Linked DNA regions of Mus musculus: regions 1, 3, 4 and 5 are each linked to region 2. The links are chromatin contacts, called in public Hi-C and promoter capture Hi-C maps. All regions are on one chromosome and are shown on one strand. Each heading gives the region's core, a stretch centred on a gene start, on an enhancer-like site or on the middle of the called end of the contact. The rest is flanking DNA. Distances are from core to core; before and after follow the strand shown. Region 1 holds the start of Paxbp1 (PAX3 and PAX7 binding protein 1). Region 2 holds the start of Ltn1 (listerin E3 ubiquitin protein ligase 1). Region 3 holds the start of Gart (phosphoribosylglycinamide formyltransferase). Region 4 holds the start of Mis18a (MIS18 kinetochore protein A). Region 5 holds the start of 4930404I05Rik (RIKEN cDNA 4930404I05 gene).

Evidence for each region. Promoter capture Hi-C pulls out the DNA fragments that hold promoters and counts their contacts. Hi-C and Micro-C count contacts between places; a contact is called where the count stands out from the background.
Region 1: a contact with region 2 is called in a Hi-C map of B cells, with 5 read pairs. The contact joins the promoter of Paxbp1 here to the promoter of Ltn1 in region 2. A contact is called at or near these places in 1 of 39 promoter capture datasets (pre-B cells) and 1 of 484 Hi-C or Micro-C datasets (B cells).
Region 3: a contact with region 2 is called in a promoter capture Hi-C map of pre-B cells. The contact joins the promoter of Gart here to the promoter of Ltn1 in region 2. A contact is called at or near these places in 1 of 39 promoter capture datasets (pre-B cells) and 1 of 9 other capture datasets (pancreatic islet).
Region 4: a contact with region 2 is called in a promoter capture Hi-C map of pre-B cells, with 3 times the contacts expected there. The contact joins the promoter of Mis18a here to the promoter of Ltn1 in region 2. A contact is called at or near these places in 2 of 39 promoter capture datasets (neutrophils and pre-B cells) and 1 of 484 Hi-C or Micro-C datasets (CD4 T cells).
Region 5: a promoter capture Hi-C map of pre-B cells shows a contact between it and region 2. The contact joins the promoter of 4930404I05Rik here to the promoter of Ltn1 in region 2. A contact is called at or near these places in 3 of 39 promoter capture datasets (cranial neural crest, neutrophils and pre-B cells) and 1 of 484 Hi-C or Micro-C datasets (pre-B cells).

What each region holds. Positions count from the first base shown.
Region 1 is chr16:91,042,936-91,045,635 of GRCm38.p6, reverse strand. Paxbp1 (PAX3 and PAX7 binding protein 1) reads left to right here and starts at 1,257. Exons shown (of 18, transcript NM_026110.2): 1 at 1,257-1,630. The coding sequence starts at 1,282.
Region 2 is chr16:87,431,227-87,433,926 of GRCm38.p6, reverse strand. It overlaps Ltn1 (listerin E3 ubiquitin protein ligase 1), which reads left to right and starts at 1,321. Exons shown (of 30, transcript NM_001081068.1): 1 at 1,321-1,501. The coding sequence starts at 1,460. It overlaps Rwdd2b (RWD domain containing 2B), which reads left to right. Exons shown (of 5, transcript NM_016924.2): 5 at 1-596.
Region 3 is chr16:91,645,545-91,648,244 of GRCm38.p6, reverse strand. Gart (phosphoribosylglycinamide formyltransferase) reads left to right here and starts at 1,273. Exons shown (of 22, transcript NM_010256.2): 1 at 1,273-1,361. Son (Son DNA binding protein) reads right to left here and starts at 421. Exons shown (of 12, transcript NM_178880.4): 1 at 261-421. The coding sequence starts at 337.
Region 4 is chr16:90,726,066-90,728,765 of GRCm38.p6, reverse strand. Mis18a (MIS18 kinetochore protein A) reads left to right here and starts at 1,395. Exons shown (of 5, transcript NM_025642.1): 1 at 1,395-1,740; 2 at 2,407-2,473. The coding sequence starts at 1,494. It overlaps Gm17518 (a long non-coding RNA gene), which reads right to left and starts at 1,346. Exons shown (of 2, transcript XR_876238.3): 1 at 1,095-1,346; 2 at 1-446.
Region 5 is chr16:91,009,897-91,012,596 of GRCm38.p6, reverse strand. 4930404I05Rik (RIKEN cDNA 4930404I05 gene) reads right to left here and starts at 1,348. Exons shown (of 3, transcript NR_028368.1): 1 at 1,278-1,348. Synj1 (synaptojanin 1) reads left to right here and starts at 1,289. Exons shown (of 32, transcript NM_001164483.1): 1 at 1,289-1,504; 2 at 2,428-2,573. The coding sequence starts at 1,407.

The sequences.
Region 1 (2,700 bases), core at 8-2,507, 3.6 Mb before region 2:
CTCTCCAATCCCGTTCTTTTGGCGGGTTTTGAAACATGTAAATAATTTCACAAACACTTCTACCCACGCATCCTGATATGCTCGAGAGAAAGAAAAGATTCAACTTTGGTTATGAACTGGGTAACCTGTGTGTTAGCTCAACCTCATGCAATCTTTTTGTTTGTTTGTTTGTTTGTTTCTCGAGACAGGGTTTCTCTGTATAGCTCTGGCTATCCTGGAACTCACTTTGTAGACCAGGCTGGCCTCGAACTCCCGAAATCCGCCTGCCTCTGCCTCCCGAGTGCTGGGATTAAAGGTGCGCGCCACCACCGCCCGGCTCATGCAATCTCTTTAAGGCCGCCAAGGTTCAGATTTGCCCTCTGTGATATAGTCTGAAAATAAGACAAATCTTCCTTCCGCTTGTTTCAGAAATTCACTATGCTTCGTAAAATAGTTAAAATAGTTGCTACCTAACTTGGCTTTCTTACCAAGCCACCCGAAAACACCTCGCTCTCCTGGGAATGGCTGCGGCAGCAGGGAGATGTATCATCTCTGGTTCTGTCTTCCCCAGACAGTGAGGGTTTCCCTACATAGCCTTGGCCATTCTGGAGTTCCTTATGTACATCAGGCCGGCACCGAACTCAGAGATCGCCTTGCCTCCACCTCCCCAGTGCTGCTGGGATTTAACGTGTGTGCTCCCACGCCTTTGAGAGTGTTTGCGTTGATAAAGCTGTAGAGATGGCAAGTATTAATGGAGTTTCTGATCTGTAGACGATATCTGCTAGCATCGCCTCGCGTTATTAAGAGGCATATTAACCATGGAGATGCACTTTCCCTTCCCAAGCTCAAGTCAACTGACTCGTCCCTCCGCTTCTCCCCGGCCTCCCGCCTCTGTTTACCCTGCAGGCACTGAGTGGGAGGGAGGCTGCCACACGTAACGGCTCCGTATAAGCGCGGAAGACGCATTGCAGCAACACGCTCCGAGACGACAGACTACACTCGCTCCTCTCATCTCGATGATCCTCTTTGTGACCTTTGGAACAACACTGGAGTCGGAGGGTACCATGCCAACAGTCCCCCGCGCCGCTAGAGGGCAGTGCAAAGAGACTCCGCCCAAGTAGTGGGGCGCGAGGAGAGCCCAGGCGCATGCGCAATCGAGGCGGCGCGATAGCTAGCCAGAGCCGCGACGACCCGGCTGGTGGGGGGGAACTCTTGCGACTGCGCGTGCGTGGCGGTGGTCTCCGCGCTCCCTCGTCCTCTCAGTCAGCGAGCGGCTGTGAGAGCGCGGTGACGGCGGCTGGGATGTTCCGAAAGGCCCGGCGGGTGAACGTGCGCAAGCGGAACGACTCGGAGGAGGAGGAGCGGGAGCGCGATGAGGAGCAGGAGCCGCCACCGTTGCTGCCCCCGCCGGCCTCGGGAGAAGAGCCCGGCCCTGGCGGCGGCGACCGGGCCCCCGCGGGGGAGTCGCTCCTGGGCCCGGGGCCGCTGCCGCCGCCGCCCTCCGCGCACCACCCGGGCCTCGGCGCTGAGGCCGGGGGCGGCATCTCCGGCGGCGCGGAGCCCGGCAATGGGCTGAAGCCGCGCAAGAGGCCTCGCGAGAACAAAGAGGTGCCCAGGGCCAGCCTGCTCAGCTTCCAAGACGAGGAGGAAGGTAAGCCCCGGCCCGGCCCACGCGGACCCCAAGCCCGTGCTCGCCCGGGCGCCGCGCCCCTTTCCCCACCTCCGGCCTCCGGATCTGCCTGGGGTTGTGTTCCCGCGCTGCCACCAGCCAAGTCTACGGCCTGTGCAGTCCCTCCTCCGGCTGTCAGAGCCCTGATCAGCCATCCTGAGTGGAGGAGAAGGCTCGATGCTCCGTGGACCCGTTTCCTACCTTGCGAGTTGCAGGCAGCCTGAGTCTCTTGGTTAACTGCCTGCTCTTAGTCGTCTGCAGGCCTCTGTACCTGCGGCTTGTTGGCGTCTCGGTTTAGGCCTCCTTGATTAAGAAGGCCGGATTGTTAAAGAGGAGGACCGAAACCAGGGCTGGGAACAATTCTGGGGCTGCAGCCCTGGCTCCCGGTGACCTTGATCCAATCGCTCCCTTGCTGTTGTCCAGTCTCGGTTTCTCTGTAGAAGTAAATGGGAGGAGCAGATGTCCGCTGTGGCATTGGCTCTTGAAGCAGAAGAGGGACCAGGCTGCAGGGGATTTCGATTTTACTTGTACCTCAACATCATGTTAGGAAAAATTGGATGATTTTCGAAGGTCTTGCGTCATGCTTTCGTGATTCTAGAAAGATGGGTGAATTATCTTTGACCTCTCTGGAATTTTGTTTGAAGGAGATACAGACCAGGTTTTGCATTGTTTGAAATGTCTTGTTCTTGACTTGGATTTTCAAATTAAAGATGAGGGCTAAGTCACTCGAAACTTAGTTTTGCAAAATGATTTACTCTAGGCATAATTTTGAAATAACTGTTATTGTGACCAGAGTTATTCAGACTTGGCAGAATAACTTTGGGGTGTATTGTTTTAGGTTTCTTGACTTAATGTTTTAAGGAAGCATTCTAAATACTTTTTTATCCTGAGATGGGTGAAATATGCCAAAATTTAACAATTTTGAAGTTCCTTGGGTTACTCACTAAAATTTTCATTTAGTTTCTGGAATTGATACTATTTTTTGTTTGTTTTAATTATGTTTTGTTGAAACAGAGCCTCTATACTATAGCCCTGGCTGATCTGGAACTCAC
Region 2 (2,700 bases), core at 72-2,571:
AAACTTGGGTCCTCTGCAAGAGCAGTGCACCCTTTTAACCTCTGAGCCATCTCTACAGCTTGGTGGAAATTTCTTGACGTGAGCTGGATCTGAAGGCACATGCTTATAATCCCAGCACTTGGGAAGTAGAGGCAGGAGGATGGGAAGTTGAAGGCCAGCTGGGCTACACGAGGCTCTGTCTCATGAAACTTGAAAGACAAATTATATGTGAAGGTAATTTTGATGGTTCGACTTGCTAGGGATTTCCCACACTCTTCTGCCTTCACTAGGAACCTGGAAAAGCTGCCTGTTCACCCTCCTGGCCTCTCTTGCAGCTGCATTGGGCTGTAGGTTACAGTGCAGGATTTCTGGGGATGAATTTGCCTCTCTTCTCTTTCTGCCATGGCCCCTGAAGTGATGGCAAGAGAAAGGGCCAAGCTATCTCAGAGATGTCATTGTACAAGACACCTTGCCACATGCGGACCCAATGTTAATCCCAGCCTGTCTCCAGACCTTTGAAATAAAATGAAATTTTAAACAATCTGTGCTTGTTATCAGTAGTCAGAAGTTTGAAACTACCCTGTCTTTTAAAGTACAAACAGTATAAAGCCTTCCTCATTGGTGTTTGTGGTTCATTTCAAATTGCATGTGTTTAGATTTGGCCCCTATCTGGCCTTGCATCGCTGAAGACTGGGGCATGAGTAGAGCTCAAATGGTTTCTTGTTGTTTCTTTAAGACAGTGTCTCATGCCTATGTGACCTGATGATTCTTTTTTCTTTTTATTTCCTATTTCGAGATAGATTTTCATATATCCCAGGCTGCCCTTGAACTTTAAGTGTGCAAAGCTGACCTTAAATTTGTGATTCTCCTCTTCTCTGTGTCTTCAGTGCTGGTATTGGGAGGGTGTGCCAGCAGACCTGGTTTGCTCAATGTAGGGAATCAAACTCAGCCTTCAGGAATGCCAGGAAAGCACTCTACCAAGTTAGTCGCCCCAACTCCTCTGCTTTTATTATTTCATTTTATTTTTAAAGATTTATTTTATTTATATGAGTACACTGTAGCTTTCTTCAGACACACCAGAAAAGGGCGTCAGATCCCATTGCAGATGGTTGTGAGCTACCATGTGGTTGCTGGGAATCGAACTCAGGACCTCTGGAAGAGCAAATTCCTACACACTAGGAAGGAAATCTCTCCACTACAAATATCTCGGACAGGTTTGGCGCCACGGGCTCAACGCTGGTTTCTTATTGGTCAGCAGTGACGCCACTCAGGCAGGCGTGGCCTTCTTTGTTACGTTTCAGGCAGCGGATGGTCAGAGTCCTGACAGGGAGGCGGGAGCGGAAGTAGGAAGCCGAAAGGCTGGGAGGGCGAGGGGGAAGTGGCTACAGTGAATCCCCTTCCGGCGCGAGGGACCGGAAGTTGTGGCCCGCCCGTGTCAACTTCGGCTCTGCAGACTGAGAGCCGGGCTGCCACCGCCACCATGGGCGGGAAGAACAAGCAGCGGACTAAGGGGAACCTCAGGGTGAGTCCTGTGGTGATGGTAGCCCCGCGGCCTGCGGCCCGGGTGTCCAGAGGGCCGTGAGGGAAGAGTGTGACCTCCCGGTGTGTGCGTCCCCGCGGGTGGACAAGTCGAGGAGTTGGGACCCAAACGACGTTTCACGCCGGATCTGGGAAACGGAGCGCGCCCAGGGAGGGAGGTGTCATCGGGAAACGGTGACAGTGAGCACCCGGGCGGCCCTCGTGGGTGGCCGAGCTTGTGTAGGAGCTGTGGGAGGGAAGAAGCAAGCGTGGGCTTCACTCGCTCAGTCCCTCCTTGCCAAGGCCCGAGCCCGTCGGTGGTATGCCCGGTGTCAGGTCGGTGTCACCCGTTGGGTCTCTGGTCTCAAGCTTACCTCGCTTTTCCTGCTTCACTCTGGCCACCCTGAACTTGCCACGAACTTGGCTGGCCTGGCAGGCTTCGGATGGCCATATGTTAGGTGGCTCTAGATACCTTAATGCATCCTGTATAGCCCTGGCTGTCCTGGAACTCATTCTGTAGACCAGGCTGGCCTGGAACTCAGAAATTCTCCTGCCTCTGCCTCCCAAGTGCTGGGATTAAAAGCGTGTGCCACCACCACCTGGCGCTTTGAAAGTATCTTAAAGGCAGGTGTTTCTCTGCAGCCTTTATCCTGATGGATCACACACACATACACACACACACACACACACACACACACACACACAGTTCGCTTTTATAGACCTGTTCCACCATTTTTTTTTTAGATTTATTTATTTATTATATGTGAGTACACTGTAGCTGTCTTCAGACACCCCGGAAGAGGGAGTTAAATTTTGTTACAGATGGTTGTGAGCCATCATGTGGTTGCTGAGATTTGAACTCTGGACCTTTGGAAGAACAGTCAGTGCTCTTAACCACTGAGCCATCCTTCCAGTCCCTCATCTCTTAATTTATAAATTTTGCTGACCCTTAGGAGAGTTGATCTCAGTATTTAACACCCAAGTTCTCTACCTTATGTATTCTAAAAACAGTGTCATTCTTCATATAACATGTGAAACTTTAACCATGGTGGAGTACACAAATATAACATGTAGACTTACAATTTGTATTTCTACTAACTTTTATAGATTTAATTCTGTTTTTATTTTATTTTGATTTTGGTTTATCAAGGCAGTTTCTCTTTGTAGCTCACCTGTCCTGGAAGTCGTTCACAGATGTGCCTG
Region 3 (2,700 bases), core at 24-2,523, 4.2 Mb before region 2:
TCCAAACGAGGGAAAGGTGACCGTCTTAACTGGAAGAAAGAAACGGCGTGTGCGACACCGCGGAAGAGACGATCTTTCGCGAAAGGAACGAACGGGGAACTGGGGGGGTGGGGGGGGGGGCGGAAAATGGATCCCAGGCCCAGGCGGGGCCGTAGCGGGGCCTGAGCCGAGAAACGACGGCGTTCCGTGAAAGATGCCACGGGAGGCTAGATGAAGCCCTAACAGCCCGCGAGGAGCAGAAAAGTCTGGGAAGCGTTTACCTGGAAAGCTCCTGTTGTATTTCCCGGAATTTACTGACCACGAAAGACCTGAAAACCTGCTCGATGTCGGCCGCCATGGCGTCCGCTCCGTTCTCTCAACTACTCCTCGCTAGTCCTCCAGGCTCCCAGCATGCCTCGGGAGGAGGCGCAGCGGCCAATTCCTTTTATCCCTTTCCTGATTGGCTCGTGAGGGAGCGTCCGCACGGGCTCGCTCCACCCACGAGCCAATCAGCGAACACCGGCCCGCTCTCCTCCGCTGTTTCTGAGCCGCCGGGGTAGAGCTGCTGACGTTTGCGCCGCGCACGAACTCGGCCGCCATGTTAGTGGTTGACGCAGGCGCCATTACAGGAGAAGTCGCTCCCGAGGCGACCGCGACAGCTTCGGCTGTTGATCCCCTCAGCCTGCGGGGACTCCTAAGAGGCTTTCTATAGGGAGTAAATGCCTGAGATTAGAGGCCATGGAAAAAAAAAAAAGCTGGGGGACGAGAAAAGCCTCGGCTTGTCCGGCACGGAGCTCGAACGCGTTTGTTGCAAGCGCCAAGTTTACTTTGGTCAGGGAGACGTGCATGAGAAAGAAATCCCCGTCCCGCGTCCCCACTATGAGTTGGAAAGGAGCCATTCCCATTCTGCCTCGATGCTTGCTATAACCGGCCTCGCGTAGTTTTTAGCAAAGGCTGGAGCGTCTGAGCGACCTGCGTTCTAAACGCAGTGCGCTTGAGCTGCTCCGGAGTCCAGCCCTGGCCGCTCCGCCCTGGCGCTTGGTGAGCAGCCACAGTCAGGCAGCCTCGGCTCTGCCCCCAGTGTAGGAGGCTCTGGGGTAAACGCAGGGACCTTAAGTGACAGCCCCTGACGAGCATCATCAGCTCTAATCGTGGTGCCAGGGATTCTGAGCCCGGCTAGGCAGCGGGCTCCGACCGCACCCTAAGGCGGGAGGAACCCCCACGGGTCGCCTCGCGGGCGGGGACCTAGGCGGGCTGCGGCCAATGAGCAGCCGAGTCCATCGGAGGCGGGGCAGAGGCCGGGGCGCGCTGGATTCCCCGGGCCAACTTCCGGCGGGTGCGAGTGGCGGGTGCGAGCCGGAGCTGCGTGGCGGGGCTTGCAGGTGCGTGAATGCCTTAGTTCTTAAGATGATGCGTGGACTGCCTAAACGCTTTGACCCATGGGTTTAACCTCAGCGACCGGTGCTACTCTTGAAACGAAACTGGCGTGACTGGCGAAAAGCCCACGTGCTTTGCACGGCCTTGATGGAGGTCGGCCAGGTAGTTCTTTCCCAGCTTTCTAATTCTGAGGCCGGGTCCAGGTTTCTGTGCATCTCTGCCTTGTAAAGACAGACCCTGTACACCGATGGTTTTTTTATCCGCTCTAGTTTTATCACAGTAACTAACCATTTACCTGGACCACTTTCGTATTTGGTTTCTACTTTTTCAAAACAAATATTTGGAAGTGGTTTTAACCGATTCTTTTATTCTCTCCTTACCCTATTCTCTTGTTCTCGCTATAAATTGCCTGTTAGTTAACTGACACCCAAGAAGTTACAAAAGACTCTCCGAGTCTCCCGGCTAGTAAGGCCTTGACACCGGAGCCCAGGCACCCAGCCGCTGCTGGTGAAGAGACCAGTCCTGCTATTTCACAGATCCTGACTAGTAAAATGAAAATTGTCTTCTTGCACTGCTTTCTTATTCAAGTTAGATTTTTTAAAAAGTTTAATGGCTTCAGCTATTTCTCTAAGAAAATGACACAGAATTGAACTAAAGTCTATCTTATGTGTAGGAGCGTTGTCCCTTACATGTATGTTTGTGCCCACGTGCATACAATGAACGCCCCAAAGAAGCCGGAAGAAAGCATTCAGTCTCCAGACCCAGATTAGGATGTTTGTGAGCCACCTTGTGGGTGCTGGGAGACTAAACCCCAGCCCTCTGCAAGAGAACTAAGTGTTCTTAACCTTACCAGTCTGCTTGGGTTTTCCTTAAATATGTAATCCCAAAGTAAAGGATCAATTTAGAATTTACATATTTCAGTTTTCTTCTTTCCGTAACCATCTTCTACATAAGTAAATATCTTGATAATATCTTTGCTCCCCCCCCTCCTTTTATTGGTGCTAGAATTTGAACACAAGGCTTCTATTCTAAGCAATAGGTATCAATTAGGTATATGAAGTAACAACACATAGCAAATTAGTACTTCCTATTTCTGGGTACTTTGTAGTATACAATATTTTTTTTTAAAGAATTGTTTATTTTATGTATGTGAGTACACTGTAACTGTCTGAAGACACACCAGAAGAGGGCATTGGATCCCATTACACATGGTTGTGAGCCACCATGTGGTTGCTGGGGATTGAACTCAGGACCTCATCAGTGCTCTTAACCACTGAGCCATCTTTCCAGCCCCCCCCCCCCCACACACACACACCTTTTTTTCTTAAAGAATTGTTTCAGTTA
Region 4 (2,700 bases), core at 146-2,645, 3.3 Mb before region 2:
TTTGGGGTTACCTTGAGTCCCCTCCGTGGTCATTTACTCCCCTCCCTTGTATGTGGCCATATCCTTCTGACTATTAGTTAAATACTTTAATGTGTACAAACAGATTCCCCAGCTTATAACCAAAATGCTAAGAGTATGGCCAGGTAGCATCAGGGTCTACAGCAGGGTCCCACTGCTTTGCTGTAATCTGCCTATTGGTGTACCTTCCAGTGTATTTGCAAAGTCTGTTGGTTTATGGTATTCTTTGCTCCGTTCCGTCTTGGCACACCTCAAGCAGGACCACAGGATTCCTGGCGGTTAAAGGTCGATACGCCTCAGGGACTTGTTGAAATAGGTTCCAAAAGGAGTCATTTCTTTGCCTCTGGGCTGGGCTGTTATCCTAGCATGTGGGAGGCTGAAGCAGGAGGATCACTGTGGGTGAGCTACATAATGAATTCCTGGGCAGCCTGGACAAAAAAAAAAAAAAAAAGATTCAAAAAACAGAAAGTCAAAATCATATTCAGAGAAGGCAAAATAGCCTTTCTAGTTTCCAGCCTGGTACCACCTCGGTCAGGTCAACGACTTAGGATTTGAAACTTTTTGCTAGTGGCCAGAGATACGAAAATAGGTGGTAAGTGTGATGTAGTTTAGTGAAGCGAACTGGGTAGTGTGACTGGGGGGGGGGGGGGGGGGGAGGGGGATATGGTGGTCTTTGCGTGTTGTTTCTTACTGATGCATCCAGGCTGTTCGTGGTGGCGCGCCTTCCCTCTAGCCTGTGGTCTTTGAAATCAAAAGCTGACTTTCTTTAGACTGACCGTCCTTCCCGCCCTGGAGTAGGGTGAACCATACTCTGACCCAGACACACGCCCACTCTGTAGCCACAGCGATGCTGTCCCCTCCAGCTTCTCATATTTTTTCCTTGCAGTGCTAGTCTCAGTAACGCTGGGTCCTTGAGGCAGGGGGCGTCTTTGGCTCGCCACAGACCCCTGTTTTTTTCTAGATGTAGGAAAGCGGGTCTCCGGGAGCAGACGGGCTAGAATCAGAGATGTGACTTGCAGTACACCGCTTGGAATTCCTGGGTCCACTTTCGGCTCCGTGAAGATGGGTCTGCTTACCCAGCACGGGCATGCCCGCTAACAGTGTGGAGGAACTAGGTGAGCTGCTACTCATTTAATTCGAAGCCTTCAACTTTCTCAGCAGCGGCGGAAGGAGCTGAAATGCCCGCAGATAGCACCCCAGCACCCCAGTTCACCAGCTTTCGCTCAGGAAGACCGCAGGACGCAAGCGCAGTGAGCGCGGCTCGCGCGCCGGTCAGATGGCGAGCATGCGCCTTCGATGCAGTCGGGCCCTTCTTCAGGTCCCACCCCTTCGGGCGGTGCCCCGCCTCTTGCACCTTGCGCATGCGCAGAGGTATTATTCCCGTGAGGTTCCGGGGCGCGGCAAATTCGTATGTCATGGCTGCTTCCTGGTCTCTGGGATGTTCCTTGACCGCTTGTGGTTAAAACCGCCTGGCTATGTCGAGCGAGTCCCCCCTGCTGGAGAAGCGTCTGTCGGAAGACTCGAGCCGCTACCTGCGGCTGCAGAAGTGGGCAAACATGTCGAGCGCAGACGCGTTAGGGCTAGAGAAGGAACGGCCTGAGGAGAAGGCGGCCGCGGCGGAGAACCCGCTGGTGTTCCTTTGTGCCCGCTGTCGCCGGCCACTGGGCGACTCGCTCACCTGGGTGGCCAGCCAGGAGGACACCAACTGCATCCTGTTGCGCAGTCAGTTCGGGCCGCCCTCCTGCGTCGGGGTTTCCTGGGGCTGCGGGGGCTGGGGTGGGGACGAGAGCTGTCCCAGCAAACCGCAGGAGAGGCGTCCCTGTGGGTGGCTCACGAGTGACAAGTTTTTTCCTGGGTCTTCCATGCCCCCCAAGGGCAGCGGTTGAGCGTCATCCTGACGTTTTAGGAAGGTGCTTCCTTCAGGGGAGTGTTTTCACATCTGACGGACTCTGTCAGCTGCTTTGGGGACTTAGCTTAGTGTCCTTGGGCAGTCTGTTCAACTGCTTGTGCCTCAAGTTTCTCGTCTCCAAAACGAGGGATAATGATGGGATAACGGGGACGATTAAATAAGTGTATGGTATATGGCCACAGAGTAGGCGATGTCTTTACTGGGTGAGTCCCAATGCTCTTCGCTGGGTCATTTTGTTTATCTCTTAACCCCACTGGTTTTCAGAAAAGGATGTGAAGTAATCCTTGTTCCACCTCTTCTCCCAGAAGGCCCCCATCCCTTTAGTGCTGAACCACGGGAGTACCCCACTTCCCACCAGTCTTTGGGCTCTTTTTTTCCCCTAGTCCTCTAAAATACAAGTTAAAGTTGAGTTAAAAGTTCCTGTCTGCAGGTGTGTAACAACAAACCACACTAACAAAGTGTTGCGACTCTCTTTCCAGGCGTCTCCTGTAACGTCTCTGTGGATAAGGAACCGAAACTGTCCAAGTGCAGAGATGAAGACGGTTGGTAAGTAAGATATTTATGTGAATATGTGAGAGAAAATTTTATTTTATTTATTTATTTTTGGTTTTTCGAGACAGGGTTTCTCTGTATAGCCCTGCCTGTCCTGGAACTCACTTTGTAGACCAGGCTGGCCTCGAACTCAGAAATCAGCCTGCCTCTGCCTCCCGAGTGCTGGGATTAAAGGCGTGCGCCACCACGCCCGGCTGAAAACTTTAATTTTAAGGAAAAAT
Region 5 (2,700 bases), core at 99-2,598, 3.6 Mb before region 2:
GCTTGTAGAATGCCTGCCTGGTACGCATGAAGCTTTGGGTTCAGTCTGTCACCACGTAAACCAGGTATGGTTGGCACACTAGCCTGGGCTCTGTGCTACTTTGTCTCAAAAAACAAAAGCTACCTCCAAAGTACTACAATTCAGTGGCCAGCTCTCCTGAACCCGTTTTTGTCGGTGCATGTCATATACAGTCATCACACTTAAGAAAAATCCCACTCTCAAACATCCCTGTTTTATTTAAAGGACTGTCCCCACCTGAAATGGACACTTCTTGGGAGGGAAAAATGGCTAACCACAATTCACAGCAAGCAATTGTTATTATAAGCTTGTGGTTACTGTAACCACAACAAAAAAGTAAAAGTTGTTCTTAGGAGACTAAGTGAAAAGATCTAAGAACTGAATCCAAGTGTGTATCTCCTTGGCTGGAGGTGGCTTCTCTTGTGTTTAGTTTGCTTTTAATATTTTAAAACTAGGGTGGATTTGTCTTCTCTAAAATAGAGAAGCGTTGAGTCACATGACAGCATGTTAGAGGAAATGTTTTTATGCAATACGTCATATTTAAATTGTGCTTTTGGGAAGAAAGTAAAAAGGGGAAGAGGCTAGGGGAAAGCAAAGGCAAATGGAACATGATTGCCGTGCTCCTTGGATTCTCAATTCCTCTCTAAAGCCCCAGGGACTACAATGTCCTCCCATTTTTGTCTCTGAAGTATAGGCAGAATAATTCTGCTGGACACAAGTTTTAGACATAATGTCTCGTTTAAAAAGATAGTTTGAAACAGTGTGATGCCCTTAGTTATAAAATTCCACGGCTGGCAAATCGACAGTGACAGCCATGTTTTGTTTGACTGCCTGGAGTTTCTGGTTGCTGGCTTCCCCCACTCTCCACTGCATTCGGTTGAGCACTCTTCCATCGCCCCTGGAGCTCGGAGAACACACTGAAACAGCCAGGGAACAGCCTCCTGCTGCCTCCCTGACGACAGACACCATGGACAGCTCTTCGAGCGCCACCCAGCCGGCGCGGGGTGCACACCGTCCCCCGCCTCGCACTCGCCCATCGCCCATCAGGTCTGCGGAGGCGGCAGGGGGTGGTCCTGATGCCCGACTCGAGCACGAATCAACACGGGCTCCCCCAGCTCTTTCCTGAAGTCCCTCCCTGTCGCCCGCGGGGAGGGCAGAGCTACAGGGCTCCACGCGAGGAGGACGGACCCTCCCTCTGCCGGCTCCCCTGGCCGTGCCACCTTCCCACTCCCGGGGCGACGGAGGCTCGCTTCACGGACCCAGGACGCGGCGGCCGCAGGAACCCGGTGACCAGTAAGCGCCCTGCTCGGCAGCACGGTCCCGCGTGGGCGGAAACGGCTCCGCCCTTTCACCCTAAGGGGCGGGCCTTCCGCCTGGGCAGCGGCGCAATGCGGAAGAGCTGGACCTGCTGGAGCGGAAGTGACGCTTCGGGCGGCTGTAGCGGCGGAGGCTGCGGGAGAAGGAGGAGGAGGAGCCGGAGGAAGAGGTGAGGCAGCGGGCGGGAGGGCGGGGGGCGGGGAGCGGCCCGGGCTCTACCCAGGGGCAGCCGGCCGGCCGGGTGGACGCTTCCTGAGCGGTGGCGGCCGTCGCAGCCGGGTCGCAAGCGGTGAGAGGCGGCCGAGGGCCGAGGGCGGCGGGTTGTGTGGAGACCCCGGGGCTGCGGGTGGCTTGCCGTGACAGCGGCTGTCACCCAGCGGGCGGGAAAGGACCCCGTCGGCACAGGCTCCCGGGTATCTCTGGCGGTGCGTAATGGAGGCGCTGAAGCGCCCGGTGCCTCAGTTCCCCCCGGCTCCCCGGGATCTCGTTGAGTGGCGGTGGGATCCATTCGTCACGGTGAGCTTCGTGACTGGGCAGGAGGCGGCAGTCACCTGTGTGGCTTTCCCTGCCCTTCGCCGCCGCCCTGGAGAGTCCGCGGTGTGATAATCCCGTCCCTCTCCGGCCCCCTCAGGAGCTTTGAATCAGCCTGATTAACCTTCCCTCCCATCCCCTTGCCCATTCCGCCTAGGGATCGGCTTGAAGTTTCCCCATCAGTTCCCTTCCCGTAGTGACAGATCGTGAAGCAGGAAGCCGATAAACAACCCCAACTGAAAATACGCTACAGATTTTCCCTTTGGGGAAACATAAATTAAATGGGAAATCCACCTTATCCAAATCAGGACCGACGGTGCTAAAAACCCCTGCCTTGTCCTGCCGTATCTTGAGAACTGGACGCGTTTCCTTTTGCCTTTTGGTTAAGAAAAAAAAAAAAAAAGGTGACGCCTTATCTTTTGGAATAAACCGTTCACCCCTGAGCTCTCTTTTTCTCTACCCCCAACCCCCATCAAACTTGTCAGTGAGGGACCTCAGGAGGACGCCTAGCAGTCCTTGCAGCAGAAGGAAACCTCAGGTGCATTGACTTGGTTTCCACAGGGCTGCCTCTGAAGAAAGGAGAATGGCGTTCAGCAAAGGATTTCGAATCTACCACAAATTGGATCCCCCACCGTTCAGCCTCATAGTGGAAACTAGGCATAAGGAAGAATGTCTCATGTTCGAGTCTGGGGCTGTGGCTGTGCTCTGTAAGTCACGTGTTTTCACCTGCCCGATTCTGATCTCTGTTTTGGTTGTAACTCGCGAGTTCAACAGTTTATAAAAAAAAGGTTCTTGAGAACCTTCTCCCTGAATTTGATCTTCTGAGCTTTAGCG